4 separate regions of the Mus musculus genome follow, and regions 2, 3 and 4 are each linked to region 1. A link is a contact called in public HiChIP or PLAC-seq and promoter capture Hi-C data. All regions are on one chromosome and are shown on one strand. The core of a region is the stretch at or near the end of the contact, and the rest is flanking DNA. Distances in the headings are between cores, read along the strand shown.

Region 1 (3,139 bases), core at 217-2,716:
TTTGTTTGGAGTTATGATAATTGCTGAGAGGTAGGATGAAGTGGGAAAGGGTTCGGGGTAGGAAGGACTGAAGGACAGCTCACATAACGTCAATACGTGTTCTTGGAGCACATTTGCTGTCTGAGCTAAACAAGTCAAAATGGGCCCAAGTTCGCTTCGAAATGATTCACACTCTTGGAATGCCGCGGCTCCTCCAAGCTTTCTGAGTTCCCTGGAGTCCTCCATAATGTGGGAAGGCTCCAAATCCACAAAAGGTTACCTGGATAATGAACATTACCGGATAGGATCTAGGTGAGGGTGGGGCTGGGGAGACATAGCTTGGCAAGGACTGGAAGGTATCCTGCTGCCCCTGCAGAATCAGAGCATCCTATCTCCTGCCATAAGGGAAGGTGGAGGTCAAGCAACATCCCAGCATCCACCCCTTCAGGCACATCCCAGCATCCACCCCTTCAGGCACAAGATTAGAATGCAAGGACCCTGAGGAGGTGTTAGAAGGAAGTGACTCCAGCTTTTTCTCCAGCCCTCCAGGCTGTTCGTCACACACTATCTGAAGTACTGCAGCCGTCCAAGTGGGAGAGGACATGCCAACTTTACAAGGTCTAGTTAAAGAGGAAAATGGTACTCTAAAAGTTTGGGGAGAGGTGTGAAGTTTTGTGCCCATAAGTTCTCAGGGACACCGAGGGGTCCGTGGAAGAGGCCTGGAATCTCAGTGCCCACTACGATTCTCAGTGCGGTGGCCTGAGGAGGGGCTGTCCTTTGTTTCCCTGTTTGTTTTTCGCTGGGGTGGACTTAGCTGGATTTTAAACCCAGGATTAACAGCAATCCTGGTACACAACAAAGCGAGAGAGATCAGTCTGGCCACAGAGGTGGAGTCATTCCAGGAAGATGATAGATAACAAGAAGTTGGAAATAGCGAGACGATTTCCAGCCAAACCTTAGGTTCCTCCCTCAGCTCTGGAATTTAAAACCCGCAGGAAAGCTCTGAAACTCTCAAGAGCACTGACCCTATATATATATATATATATATATATATATTGTAAGGATTAAATAAAATAGTATGTATGGGCTGTTTAGGACACTGTTCATATGGCATGCCTTCAAATCATGGTATCTAATTTTATCCCTAAAAAATGCTTCGTGGTATAAATAGGATCTAGAGGATGATAATTAGTCAAATGCATTTGTTCGTGAGCCAAACTGCTGCAGTGATTCAACCAGACAGAAGCTCAAGGAAGAAAGGACAGTGGCACACAGACAGGATTAGGCTCTCTGTTTGAGGACAGCACAGAACAGGGTCTTGCTAAGACACCGGCCAGCCCCCCACCCCCAACAGAAGTAGAACAGCAGATGCTACTTGCTGCAGCTCCGGAGAAGGGAGGGGGGCAGCGTTCCTTCTCCTTGTGCTTCATGTTGGGCACAGAAGGCAGCAATGACCTAAATAAATCCTTCATTAGACACAGAAACACAGCGGCAGAGGCAGCACACGGCAGAGCCCTGTGACAGGAGAGCGAACAGGGCCTTTCATATTACCACGTAGCTGAGGGGAAATGGAGCCTGCCAGCACATTGGAGGCTGGAGCTGGATGCTGCAGCAAGGGTGCTCCAGCTGTGCCTCAACCTCTGGCAGGCACTTTCTTAGCTGCAGGAAAGTTCGTGGGCAGGGCAGAGGGTCAGCCCTCACGCTGCATGTGGCCAACACTCATGGGTTCTGTATATTTTCCCAGAAATACCAAGATACACGTGGTATGATAGCCACAAAATCCATGTACCAACATCCTTACCTGTCATGGTACCTACTCACTGAAGGAGAAACTGAGACAGACAAAAAGCGAAAGCTCCAAAGTTGTGCACCAAGATGCTACACAGAGTAGGGTAGCATGATGCCTTAAACCAATGCCTGCAAACTCAAACCCCTATGAACACAGATGCCTATTAACACAAGTCCCTTTGGATCTGTGTTGGGCAAGGGAGACTAGAACAGTTTACATGTGCAAGGAAATATGTGTAATGCAAAGCAAATTCTTTGTCTACTTAGACAAAGCTCAGGAAAGGATTTGTCTTATTTCTTAGGCCAGCTTTAAAGGAATGTCTTGACAGTATTTATACTTTGATATCCAATATGATTGTAGTTGAAGGTCAGCATCTTTGAGAAGCAATTTGGTTTAGGTGAGGTCATGAAGTCAGGGTCCTAATCTGAAAGGACAGGCATCCTTCTAAAGGAAAGGCAATGAGGAGAGTTCTTTATGTGTCCAACATGTGTGAAGACAAGGAAGAAGGAAGCTGTACCCAGACCAGGAACCAAACCATATAAAGTACTGAGTCCTCAACACTTAATCTTGAGATCTCAACCTCCAGGAGAGTGAGCAATGAGTTAGCGCCTGTCTCGAGTATCTGCTAGAGCAGTATCACTAGCTCATAGCCCTCAGGGAAGCAGCAGAACTAAGCTCTTTGCTGGTAGCACTTCCACTCCATAAGCACAGGACTGTCTGCTGGATTCAGGCAGATGACATCACACAAGTCAGTTGACTGTTAGGGGCTGTAGCAAGCAAGCTGTGCACATAGTCCGTCTAAAGAGGTAGCTGCTGTCAACTCAGGCAGATGTCCTCCAAGTCCAGGGACTGGAATGATACTCAAGGTTTTCCAGATCCAACTATGAACATTTAAGTGAGAGATATTGGGTTTTATTAATTAGTACATGGCTATTCGTTGCCAGATAAGAACAAGGGAAGAAAAAAATGAGATGGAGAGTAAATCAAACCTGTAAGCTCAGATACCTAAGATATGCACTTTGCCTATAGGTGAGCACTTACACAGTGGCTTCTGTAAGGTTTCTGAACTGGATAGAATTCTAGAGATATGTAAGCAATCCACGCATTGTCTTTAAAGAGTTCCCACTCAAGTAGAAGACACCCATAAAGGAGCTAGTAACAGAATTTCTGAGTGAACATGAAGAGAGCCAGCAACTAAGAGGCTCCAATGGGAGAAAACTGCGAAGAAGCAGGGCGTGCCTAGAGGGAGACCACAGGTCAGGTGATGCCTGGCCACAATCATGGGGGAGACGTAGGGCTTGCTCTGCGTAACCCTCAACAGGACATTCATTCTAGGTTGTTTGTAGCAGAAAACAGGGGTAGGTATGTGTG
Region 2 (3,139 bases), core at 400-2,899, 940 kb before region 1:
AAGGACCCCCACTTACCACAGTGTCAGCAGACTTGGTCATGAAAGGCCGGCCATTGCATTGACTCAGAGGATCCAGGAGTGCCTAAGGAAAATGGCAGCCCTGGCAGTGACAATTATGAACCTGCCCTTTGTTCTGCCTCTTGCACACACACACTGTCCCAGACCCTCTTACTTAATGGCAGATAGACAAGAAAGAAAATATAGCTTTCTTTAAGTGGGCTGAAAATTAATGACTGCCATCCAGAGGAAGCCAGGAGAGAAGGCAAAGCCCCCCTTTAGTCTTCAACAGCCACCAGCATAACAGGGCCGGATACATCAGATGCCCCTGCCAGGGCTAACATAACAGATTCAAGAGAAAAACATATTTTAAATAAATGCACGCCTTCGATAAGGATAATGCCTGCAATTTAAAAGGCTGAATATGGCACTCCAAGCATATTAATATTTCTGGGCTTCCAGAATCCTTGGGAAGGGCATACTCTCCGGTATAGTCCTGGACTGGGCTTAACTTTGTATGTGTGACTTAGCGGGACTGAGACACCTTCCCAAGCTAGCTGGCTACTCTTCTGTAGCAAGTGTTGCAAGCTCAGGGTGCTCGGGGAATTGTCTTCGAAGGTGATTTCAACTCTAAACTTAAGGTGTAATGTTTTAAGAGCTCAAACACAACATTGAGTTTGGGTTGGTAGGCTATTTTTCAATAGGACAACGTGCTTGATGGTTCACTTTTAAAAATTGATAAATATTGTTGGTATTCTATATTTTTTAATAGCAGAAGTAATTTAATGGGGGTAGATCAAATACCCAACAAACAAGAGGAGTTTGGTATTTCCGATCTTTTGGTTTTCCCTTTTCGGGTCATAAACTTTGCATTGGTTCTTTCTCCTTTTCTGCACCCTTTCCTTAGCCTTAATCTGCACCCAATCTCTTAACTCCAGGCAACAGGATCAAACTGAAAGGCTGCGATGGAGCTGTCGTGCAAAAGGTGACATCAAGACTCATCCCACCCAGAATCAGGTCTTCTGTGGACAGGCCCACCCCGACACCCGCTCCAAAGACAATGCCAGCGTGGTCCTCAAGTTTATTGTTGGCGCGCTCGCAGGGATGCACGCTCTGCCCGGCGAGGCCAGGGCGCCTTGTGGCGCTGAGCGAGGTGCGAGTGCGAGAGTCGCACCGTCGCGTCCCCTCAGGGCCGGCCGGTCACAGATGGGGTGTCTTCCAAACGCTGAAAGCCAAAGCCGCGTCAAGCCAGTCTCAGAGGCCGAGAGGCTTTAAAAATGGCCTCCTGACGACACTTCCTGCTCGGGGCCGAGGCATCTTTTAAAAAGCCGGCTCAACCGCCCGGCGCGACAAGTCGCGGGGCTGAGCCGGCGCTGCACAAAGGCCGCAGGGTGGGCCGTGGGTCTCCGACCCGATCCGCCTAGCCCGGAGGCGCGCACGCGGAACCGTGGAGCCACGCCCGGCCGCGCCCGCCCAGGTCCCTACCGCCCCGCACCACCACTCACCCGGACGCCGCGGCACCGCACGGTCCCAGATCCCAGCGGACGGACAGGCGTCTAGACCGCCGGCTACCGCCCGCAGACCGCCGCCGCCGCGCCCGCTGTAGGTCCCTACCCGGGGGGGCGGAGTCGGGCCGGCGGCGCGCGTGCGCAATGCGGCGCGACTGCAGCGGAGAGGCGGGCGCCTGAGGTTGCCCCTTCACTGCCCCTGGGCTGTGGGCTCTGAGCTTGGGGGCGATCGCACCCACTGGGTGCAGTGTTTGCATCCCTCCGTCCTGCACACTCTGCAGCTTCCTCTGCAAAGAACTGAGTGCGTTTCTCTTTGGGTTCAATGGACTATCCATGGGCGCCTGGCCCTCCTTGGGTCCTGCGGAGGGTGGATTTGGTGCCTGCCCTCAAGGAGCTTGAAGTTCTACAGTTAAGTAAGTGAAGCGACAACAAATGGGCTCAAGTCTTCAGCCATCACAGCTTCAAGGGGCGCCCTAGTGAAGGAGATGGGCCTGCAGCCCTAGATTTGGATACAGCTAGCAGCTGGCTTAGGCATAGAAGCTTCGACGAAGTCATTTCTAAAGCTAAGGAAGATCATATTTGAAGGCTAAGGCCTCATCTCGTGCACGTTGTGACAGTCAGCAGGGAAAGGATTGATGGAGAGACAGTCAGAAGATGCTATGAGCTCATTTAGTGTGTGGGAGTTTGTGTCTATCTCCTAAGTTTCAATGTCTGCAGGTAAATGGTCCCTTTTCACATTAGGTTCATACCTACAGTCTACTGGATAAAAGACAGTCTTAAATAGTCCCACTCTGAGGGAAGAAGGGAATCATAAGGCTAGTGGGCTCACAATAAGTGAAGAAGGGAATCATAAGGCTAGTGGGCTCACAATAAGTGAAGAAGGGAATCATATGGCTAGTGGGCTCACAACAAGTGACTTTGATGCTGCTTCCCAAAAAACCAAAACTGTCCCTCAGCAAGGTTGCATGGGAGCAGCGTCACTGTGAAGTGCAGATCCTTCATGGGCAATAGGCAGACGATTCCTTCAAAGCTCTGCAAAAGAAGCCAAGACTGGACTCCAGTTCCTTCCTCTGGGTGGGTGGCAAAGATCAGCGCCTAGATGTCAGTTGGATGCTGGAAAGAGATGGCGGGCTTTGGCAAAATCCAACCTGGAGGAGTGGAGTTTGGGAAGAAGAGGTAGTCACAATGCCAGCTGCTGGGCAAGCTCCCAGCCCCTGAAAGAGCAGGTACCAGACATAGAAAGTCTGGGCAGAGATTCTTTGCCTTGCTCTATGAGACAATGCCTTTGACCACACCCTAAGCTATCTTCCTGTTTTAGGGTCTTATTGCTGTGAACAGACACAAGGCAACTCTTTTTTTTTTTCCCCTGAGACAGGGTTTCTCTGTATAGCCCTGGCTGTCCTTTGTAGACCAGGCTGGCCTCGAACTCAGAAATCCACCTGCCTCTGCCTCCCAAGAACTAGGATTAAAGGCGTGCGCCACCACCGCTCAGCACAGGGCAACTCTTATAAGAACAACATTTAATTGGGGCTGGTGTACAGGTTCAGAGGCTCGGTCCTTTATCATCAAGATGGGAACATGGCAGCATCCAGGCAGGCATGGTGCAGGAGGAGCTGAGAGTTCTACATCTTCAT
Region 3 (3,139 bases), core at 465-2,964, 920 kb before region 1:
AATATTCACCAACATACAGGACCATCCAAAATTAGCATCCTAGGTCAAGAGGTTATAAAATACAGTCATTGACCCCTGATGTCCTGGACAGAGTAACAGTTGGGGGAATCTCACACCCTCTGTAAACACTGGAGCAGTCAGATCTTGTCTCATCGCTAATGTATGACAGTCATGTCTGTAGTTTTTCTGTTTAGAAAATGCTCCTTAAACCTAGGTTTAATGCAGGTTACAAATATTTCTTCAATGACTTAAGCTTTCAAGTCATAATTGAGCTTTTAAGTTCCATTACAGAATATTTTTATTTTTTTTTACAGAGTCAAAAAATCATCCCTTGAAGACACAGAAAATAATACTTTGAGATAAATGCAGATGGAAGAAGAACTGAATCCATTGAGCCAGGAATGAGACAAGGCCCAGGCCACTGATGCGGGGATATCTGGCTGGGCTTCTTACTCATGAAGTGCCTGGCTGGAGTACTGAGTGAGAAGGAGCCTGGCGAGAGGCAGTGGCTGGGTGAGGTAGCACTGTTTCCTGCGTGCAGCCTTGTCTTTCCCATCTATTAGCAGAATGGGAAAATATGTGTAGTGTTCAATGATGTCTTCCACAGAATCAAACATCTGAAACACAGAAAGAAGAGTGAGTGCCTCTGAGGACATCTGCTGCCTGCAAGTCACGGCTAAGCTGTTGTATGTTGCTCAGGGAAGGTGGACCGGTTTTGTAGTTTTGACATTGTGGAGAGATATATTAGAAGGTGTTATTGGTGGTGTCATTTGAGATAAGACCCTCACCCTGAAGCTCAGCCTGGTCTGGACTCTGTAATCCAGATGAGCCTTGAACTTGCAGCGGTCTTCTCACAGCATTATAGGTGCCAGCCAACATGTCTGGCCGTGTCATTTTGTCTTGAGGATGTATGTAGCAAATGAGTTACTGAAGGATGCGTGACAAGCACAAGGAGGTGACAATGGGAATCAAAGTGCTTGTGGACCACAAATGAGCACAAGTAGCTCTTAAGTTTCCTGTCCCCAGAGTTGGCCCCGTGTCAGACCTCCTAGCTCAAGATCCTCCCTGATCCATCGATGCTTTCCCATCCATGACTTAGATGGGTTGTGAGGTCACCACCAATGAAGGCCATGGGTTCAAACCTTGGCTGTCCTCCCATCTACTAGCTGTGTGACCTGAGGCAAACTTCTTGCACTCAGTTTTTCTGTCTGCCAACAGTGGTGGTGACATTAGGACTTGCCTCTGGGACTCTCTGTGAGCATCAGTGGCCCTCAAGCATAGACAGCATTTGGAAGAAAGTCTTCCCTATGTTCCAGCACACAGCAAGGGTCCGTAAGTGTGAAACCATGGGATGCGCCCTAGACCAACTTCATAAGCCTTACAAAGAAAGGGAGTTTTTGAATTTCACTTCCAGTTTCAAACCATGGATAGGTTTTTCTTCCTCTTTGTTTACATTCAACAAAGCAGCCAGTGCAGAGAACCTTTCTGTGCAGAGCTCATCCACTGAACAGGCTCCCAGACAGCTAACGGAGGTCTCTTCCTGGCGGCAGTGGTCAGGAGCAAGGTGCTTACTCTTCTCATTTCTGTTTTCCTTAGCTTTGTTCCAAAGTAATCAATCTGATATCAATAGCCTCCCTCGCTAGTCTACTCCATGAGTCGTTTCTATGGAACCACAGTATTAGGAAACAAGGCAGGTGCAGTAAACCACACTCCCACCCCAGTCTTAGAGACTCTTGTGCTGTGCCCACAGCTGCAATGCTGCCTGAAAAGCCTGGGAGAAGGCCTGTAATTAAGCTCCTATTTTTATCTTAGATTTCCCCTAGGAGAAGAATGGATGTCAAATGTCCTAATATTAGATTCCAAAGTCTGTTTAAATCTTTCGTGTCTGTCCTATGTGCAAACTATAGACAGCACTTCCTTCCCCCCCCCTTGTTAGAAAAACAGAGTGAGAGATAGCGAGGGAGAGAGGAAGGAAGGGAGGGAGAGAGAGAGACAGAAAAAGAAAAGAATAAGGAAGAAGACAGGGGAGGTGAGAAAGAAACCCACATGTTATTATTAATCTGTCTTTCAGTCTTAGCAGTTCAAGTTGTCAAGTAAACATTTATCATGAGTTTTAGAAACTCACTGCTGCTCAGGTGTCCGCAGAAAGGGGCATTGGATGAGTCTTGTATCCCTGGGTACCCATAAAATGGTTGCTGGTCCAGTTAGTGAATAACAGGGCATCTTGAGCTAAGTGTTGTACATTTAATATATCCATGCTTATGACCTAGAATCTACAGCTATTACCCTATGTGTTGAAAATACCAGTACTGTTTTATTTGGTAAAATGCGCTCTCAAAGGGAGGAGCCTATCCCAGGTTATCATCAGGAGGGGAACGGGTCCACAGCGCAGTCATGCGTCAGTATGAGATTCTAGTCAGGGAGCAGCCAGTGTTTCCCATGAGGCAGAATGACCAATTGAGTGGCCTCCCAGGTTTTTTTTTTTTTTTTTTTTTTTTTTTTTTGTGGGGGACACATGGCTTTGCTTGCCCTTTGTGTTTGGTAGGGATGGCAGACAGGTAGAGAGCCTTCCCTGGATCTGGCTCAGTACAAATAGCCCTTGTGGTATGTGTGGTTCTCACCTTTGCCTGAAGTACATAGCGTCCAGGAAAGGGCTTTTCAGCATCAGTTCAGATGGGATTGGACACTTCCTAAGCACCTGCCTCTGTGTACCTACAATGGTGTTTATATCAAGTCATCTCACACTCAGGTCCCCCGAATTAGGAGCTACTGTCTTCCTGTGCCATTACGAACCCCATGAGATAGATGAAAACAGGACAAAGTGAATATTGTCCCCAGAAGCCCTCATGCATTTCCTGCTGGTGATGCTCTCTGGGCACAGATGGAAGAGCTGGGACTTGGCTTGCATTTCAGCAGAGAATCCTGCATCTGATTCTTTCCATTCTCTTAAGGACTCGAAGATCCTCCGTAAGGCAGAAGGATCAGGCTGCGCTTCGAAGGCACATGAGGACCATCTATCTCACTCTTACCGCAGGGCTCAGTGCCTTCCAATAGCAGCGGGAAGAATCTCTGTGGGTTGCCTTTTCTCATAAGATGCCTGGCACACAGTAAGCTCCAAGTAGATGTTGCCTTTCTCAAC
Region 4 (3,139 bases), core at 280-2,779, 840 kb before region 1:
ACCTCTCCCCGCACCCCCACCGGAGATCATGGCGTCCAGATATGTAACTTATGACATGTGCAATATAGAAGGAGTTTCTACGACCGTGGCCAGTGAGTTCATTAGGAATGGAGCAAATATCCAAGGGACTGACTCCAGGCTGGGATTCTAAAGTGGGCCAGATGTAGGTAAGAACTTCTGTGCCAAAGGCAAAGTCTTCTGCAGGAACCAGGGAGGACTCTCAACACCCACTGCCTTCTGCCTTTGGCCTCCCCAGGATCTTAGAATGGAATGCTAGGCAGGAGAGTTGAGACCTGAGCCACGGTAGTGTTCTTTCTCTCCCTGGACTCTGGGATGAGGCCTTTTGGTACACAAGTGAACAAAAGATGACAAAAAAACATTGCTCATCTGTCTACCTGTCTGCCTGTCTGCCTGGGCACTGAGCAATCTTTTCAGCACAGGTTAGCACACTTACACTTATCTTCTCAATTTCTCTTTTCCCTCGAATGCATTTTTTTTAAGTTTAGATTTATGGATTGATCATTTAATAGATTTTTTTTGAGACAAGTTCTCTCTATGGTCCAGTTGGCCTTGCTTTGAACTCCCCATCTCCTGTTTCAGCCCCCCAAGTGCTGGGACTACAGATAGGTAACAGCCCAGTCCCCACTTTTCCTTTTGACTTCCAGAAAGCCATAGGTGTTACTACGCAGGTGCTGTGAAGAGCCTAGTGCTATCCAGCACTGCTGTTCTGATGACAGAGAAAGGAAGGGTGGCTGCCCGGGGGCAGGAGGAGGGTGGAGCATTTAAGGGTACAGTGTTTTGGTTTTTACAAGAAAATAGGTCTTAGGGGTAAGGTTTAGTAGCTGCAGCATGTGCATAATTAACAGAGCTGTGTGCACAGCTCGAATGTTTGAGAGCTGATCTCATGTTATGGGTTTTTATGTCATACCAAGTAATAGTTACACACAGAGATGGGAGAACATGTTTGGAGGCAGTAGATACCGGTTTCTGCCATAGGTTTTAAGCCAATGAGATCTCTTCCACTCAGCAGATGTAACTAAAACTTAACCCGCCTAGAGTGGCACAACAAACTACTGCCAGAGTCAGGTTTCCACCCCGAGTTTCATGTTATTCCCAAGCCTAGAGCAGCGACACAGCTTGCAGAAGGGCTGTGCATCTGGAAGCATCCTCCCCATTGCCAAGGCTGTCTGAAAGTGGCTGATCTGCTTCACTCTGGGTGGGGCTCCACAAGATAGTCGGGTATTCATATGTCATGTCCTCGGGGGATTCTGCACCCTAGTGGCTCTCTGTGCGTCAATGCAAGCATGTGAATTAGCAGAGGAAGTCTCAGCAAAACAGGGAAGGGGGCCGTTATTCCAGCTGAGCCTGATGCTATGATCCAGAGAGCTGGAAAAATGGGTTGGGGGTGGGGAGGCTGGCACTGTTGCCGGAGATAGAAGAAGAAGGAGGCTGGGCATTGTGGGTCTGTCTGGATGGAGTGTGGACATCATCCTGACACTAGCAGCTGCCGAGCTCTCTGGAAAGGCTCCCGTGTTAATGCTCTTTGCAGCCTGACAGCCGACGGTGACGAATGAAAGACGCTGCTAGCTGACTTTGTGGGGATTTGATATGCTCTGCCTGGGCTCCAGCGAGGGCAGCATGTTAGCAAGCTGCCCCTTGCCAGGGAATCACAAGATGTATTCTGGCTTCCTTTTGTCAACAGCATCAACAACATAACCATGTGCAAATGGACCACAGCTGGAAAGAGCACAAGACTGGCAGCATCCTCTGCCCTCATTCTCCAGCTATAGACTCCCCTTCACATCTGGGCCTGAAGGAAGCAGGTTTTTCCTTCCTCTGCACTTCCTGCGTGTGTGGCAGGTGTCATCACGGTGGCAGGCAACTTTGAAAACTATAGGATGATCAAGATTTGATCCTCACACGTCTGTGGTTTTCTGATATGAAAGCTTATTACAAATCAATTTTAAATCTGGAATTATTTTTAATTTTTAATTCTTTTAAATAATTGAATGCATTTAATGAGCTTTAATTTTTAAAGAATACTAAAACAAACACTCCCCTCCCCCACTTCTCCTGCAGCCTGGCGCACTGGATGTGAGGATACAGTGTACTCCTATCCATGGGAACACGGGTGTGCTCTCTGGGTCCCGTAGAGATGGGGCTGAGCCATGTCTCCAGGGTTGAACTCCTGGAGTAGAGACTAATAACTCATTGCTCCCTGGAATTTGGTAGCAAACCCTGAGGGAAGTGATTCATGTGATCTTACATCACCAGCCTTTTTTCATCACCCAAGCTTCCAAGCGCTACTGGTTCTAAGTCTACATCTTATTTAACCTCTCTTCGCAAAATTGGAAGGTTACTCTGGAATAAGATTCTGTAGCTTTTGAAAGACAGCTGATGTGGTTAGAAAGTACTAAACTCATTTTAAATATAAAGAGAAGTGAAAGAGAACACAATTTCTGAGTTCAGTCCTCCCCCCCTCCCCTTAATTTGAATGTCTGCATTGGGACGCACACAGACTGTCCTGAGGAACAGTGTCTTTGTCTCCACCCTCGGACTCTCATAGAACACTTGTGCCAGATGGTGAATTAGAGATGTTAGCAACTCCTTCAATTTGCAGGTGGGTGACGAGACGATTGATTCCCTCTGGAGCCAAAGGTGCTCCACACCCAGACTGGTGAACCCTGTTTAGAGGAGGAAGTTCTCACTGGAGAACTACGGGCCTAAGGTTTGGATACACACGGAATAGTCAGAGGGTGGAGAACCTGGAGGACTCAGCGGGCTGGTGTGACTGGAGGTGTACAGTGGAAAGTTTGGCGTGGCAAAGATGTGCAAAACTGTGTCTCAGTAAGGTAATCTAGGAACACACAGAGTGGTTGGAAATGGGCCAGCTGGGATGTCCAATGGTCTTGGGGGATGGGGGAAGAGCATAACGGTGGGTGCAAGTGCCTTTCTTATTTCTCAAGGGACCACAAAAATCTCCTGTATTTCCTGGATGTACACACCACCCTTGTTTGACTGAATTCAACCATACAACTGGAACAGAGCCCATCTTGAATTCTCAGACTAACTATAGTGGTCCCTAAGAGGAGATGGGCACCTCGTCTGGGGCCTAGAGCTTGGTCTGTAAGTACAGGCA

Evidence for each region. Promoter capture Hi-C pulls out the DNA fragments that hold promoters and counts their contacts. HiChIP or PLAC-seq counts read pairs in DNA pulled down with a chosen protein or histone mark.
Region 2: a promoter capture Hi-C map of hippocampal neurons shows a contact between it and region 1, with 4 times the contacts expected there. The contact joins the promoter of Zfp518b here to the enhancer-like site in region 1. A contact is called at or near these places in 6 of 39 promoter capture datasets (the 3T3-L1 cell line, frontonasal cranial neural crest, hippocampal neurons and 3 more), 2 of 484 Hi-C or Micro-C datasets (embryonic fibroblasts and granulosa cells), 9 of 115 datasets of contacts at active chromatin or transcription factors (SST interneurons, bone marrow-derived macrophages, differentiating embryonic stem cells and 6 more) and 2 of 9 other capture datasets (adipose tissue and embryonic stem cells).
Region 3: a contact with region 1 is called in an H3K27ac HiChIP or PLAC-seq map of VIP interneurons, with 6 times the contacts expected there. The contact joins two enhancer-like sites. A contact is called at or near these places in 2 of 39 promoter capture datasets (frontonasal cranial neural crest and neural stem cells) and 5 of 115 datasets of contacts at active chromatin or transcription factors (SST interneurons, VIP interneurons, differentiating embryonic stem cells and 2 more).
Region 4: an H3K4me3 HiChIP or PLAC-seq map of forebrain shows a contact between it and region 1, with 8 times the contacts expected there. The contact joins two enhancer-like sites. A contact is called at or near these places in 2 of 39 promoter capture datasets (hippocampal neurons and liver), 1 of 15 datasets of contacts at CTCF or cohesin (liver), 121 of 484 Hi-C or Micro-C datasets (the 4T1 cell line, the AML12 cell line, the AtT-20 cell line and 71 more), 16 of 115 datasets of contacts at active chromatin or transcription factors (PVALB interneurons, SST interneurons, astrocytes and 13 more) and 1 of 9 other capture datasets (embryonic stem cells).

Annotation. Positions count from the first base shown.
Region 1 is chr5:39,623,880-39,627,018 of GRCm38.p6, forward strand. The region is part of intron 1 of Hs3st1 (heparan sulfate (glucosamine) 3-O-sulfotransferase 1); the gene reads right to left. Among named protein-coding and RNA genes, the nearest start is that of Hs3st1, 19 kb to the right of the region's middle. Within about 2 kb of position 1,467, at least 56 of the 459 cell types and tissues checked have an H3K27ac peak or open chromatin away from gene starts, as enhancers often do. A contact at or near this core is called in PVALB interneurons, SST interneurons, VIP interneurons and 10 more, where this site is marked.
Region 2 is chr5:38,683,177-38,686,315 of GRCm38.p6, forward strand. It overlaps Zfp518b (zinc finger protein 518B), which reads right to left and starts at 1,650. Exons shown (of 3, transcript NM_001177902.1): 1 at 1,503-1,650.
Region 3 is chr5:38,706,152-38,709,290 of GRCm38.p6, forward strand. It overlaps Clnk (cytokine-dependent hematopoietic cell linker), which reads right to left. Exons shown (of 19, transcript NM_013748.3): 19 at 306-617. The coding sequence ends at 450. Among named protein-coding and RNA genes, the nearest start is that of Gm22779, 7.9 kb to the left of the region's middle. Within about 2 kb of position 1,715, at least 18 of the 459 cell types and tissues checked have an H3K27ac peak or open chromatin away from gene starts, as enhancers often do. A contact at or near this core is called in VIP interneurons, where this site is marked.
Region 4 is chr5:38,786,837-38,789,975 of GRCm38.p6, forward strand. All of the region lies in intron 3 of Clnk (cytokine-dependent hematopoietic cell linker), which reads right to left. Among named protein-coding and RNA genes, the nearest start is that of Clnk, 88 kb to the right of the region's middle. Within about 2 kb of position 1,530, at least 27 of the 459 cell types and tissues checked have an H3K27ac peak or open chromatin away from gene starts, as enhancers often do. A contact at or near this core is called in PVALB interneurons, SST interneurons, brain and 4 more, where this site is marked.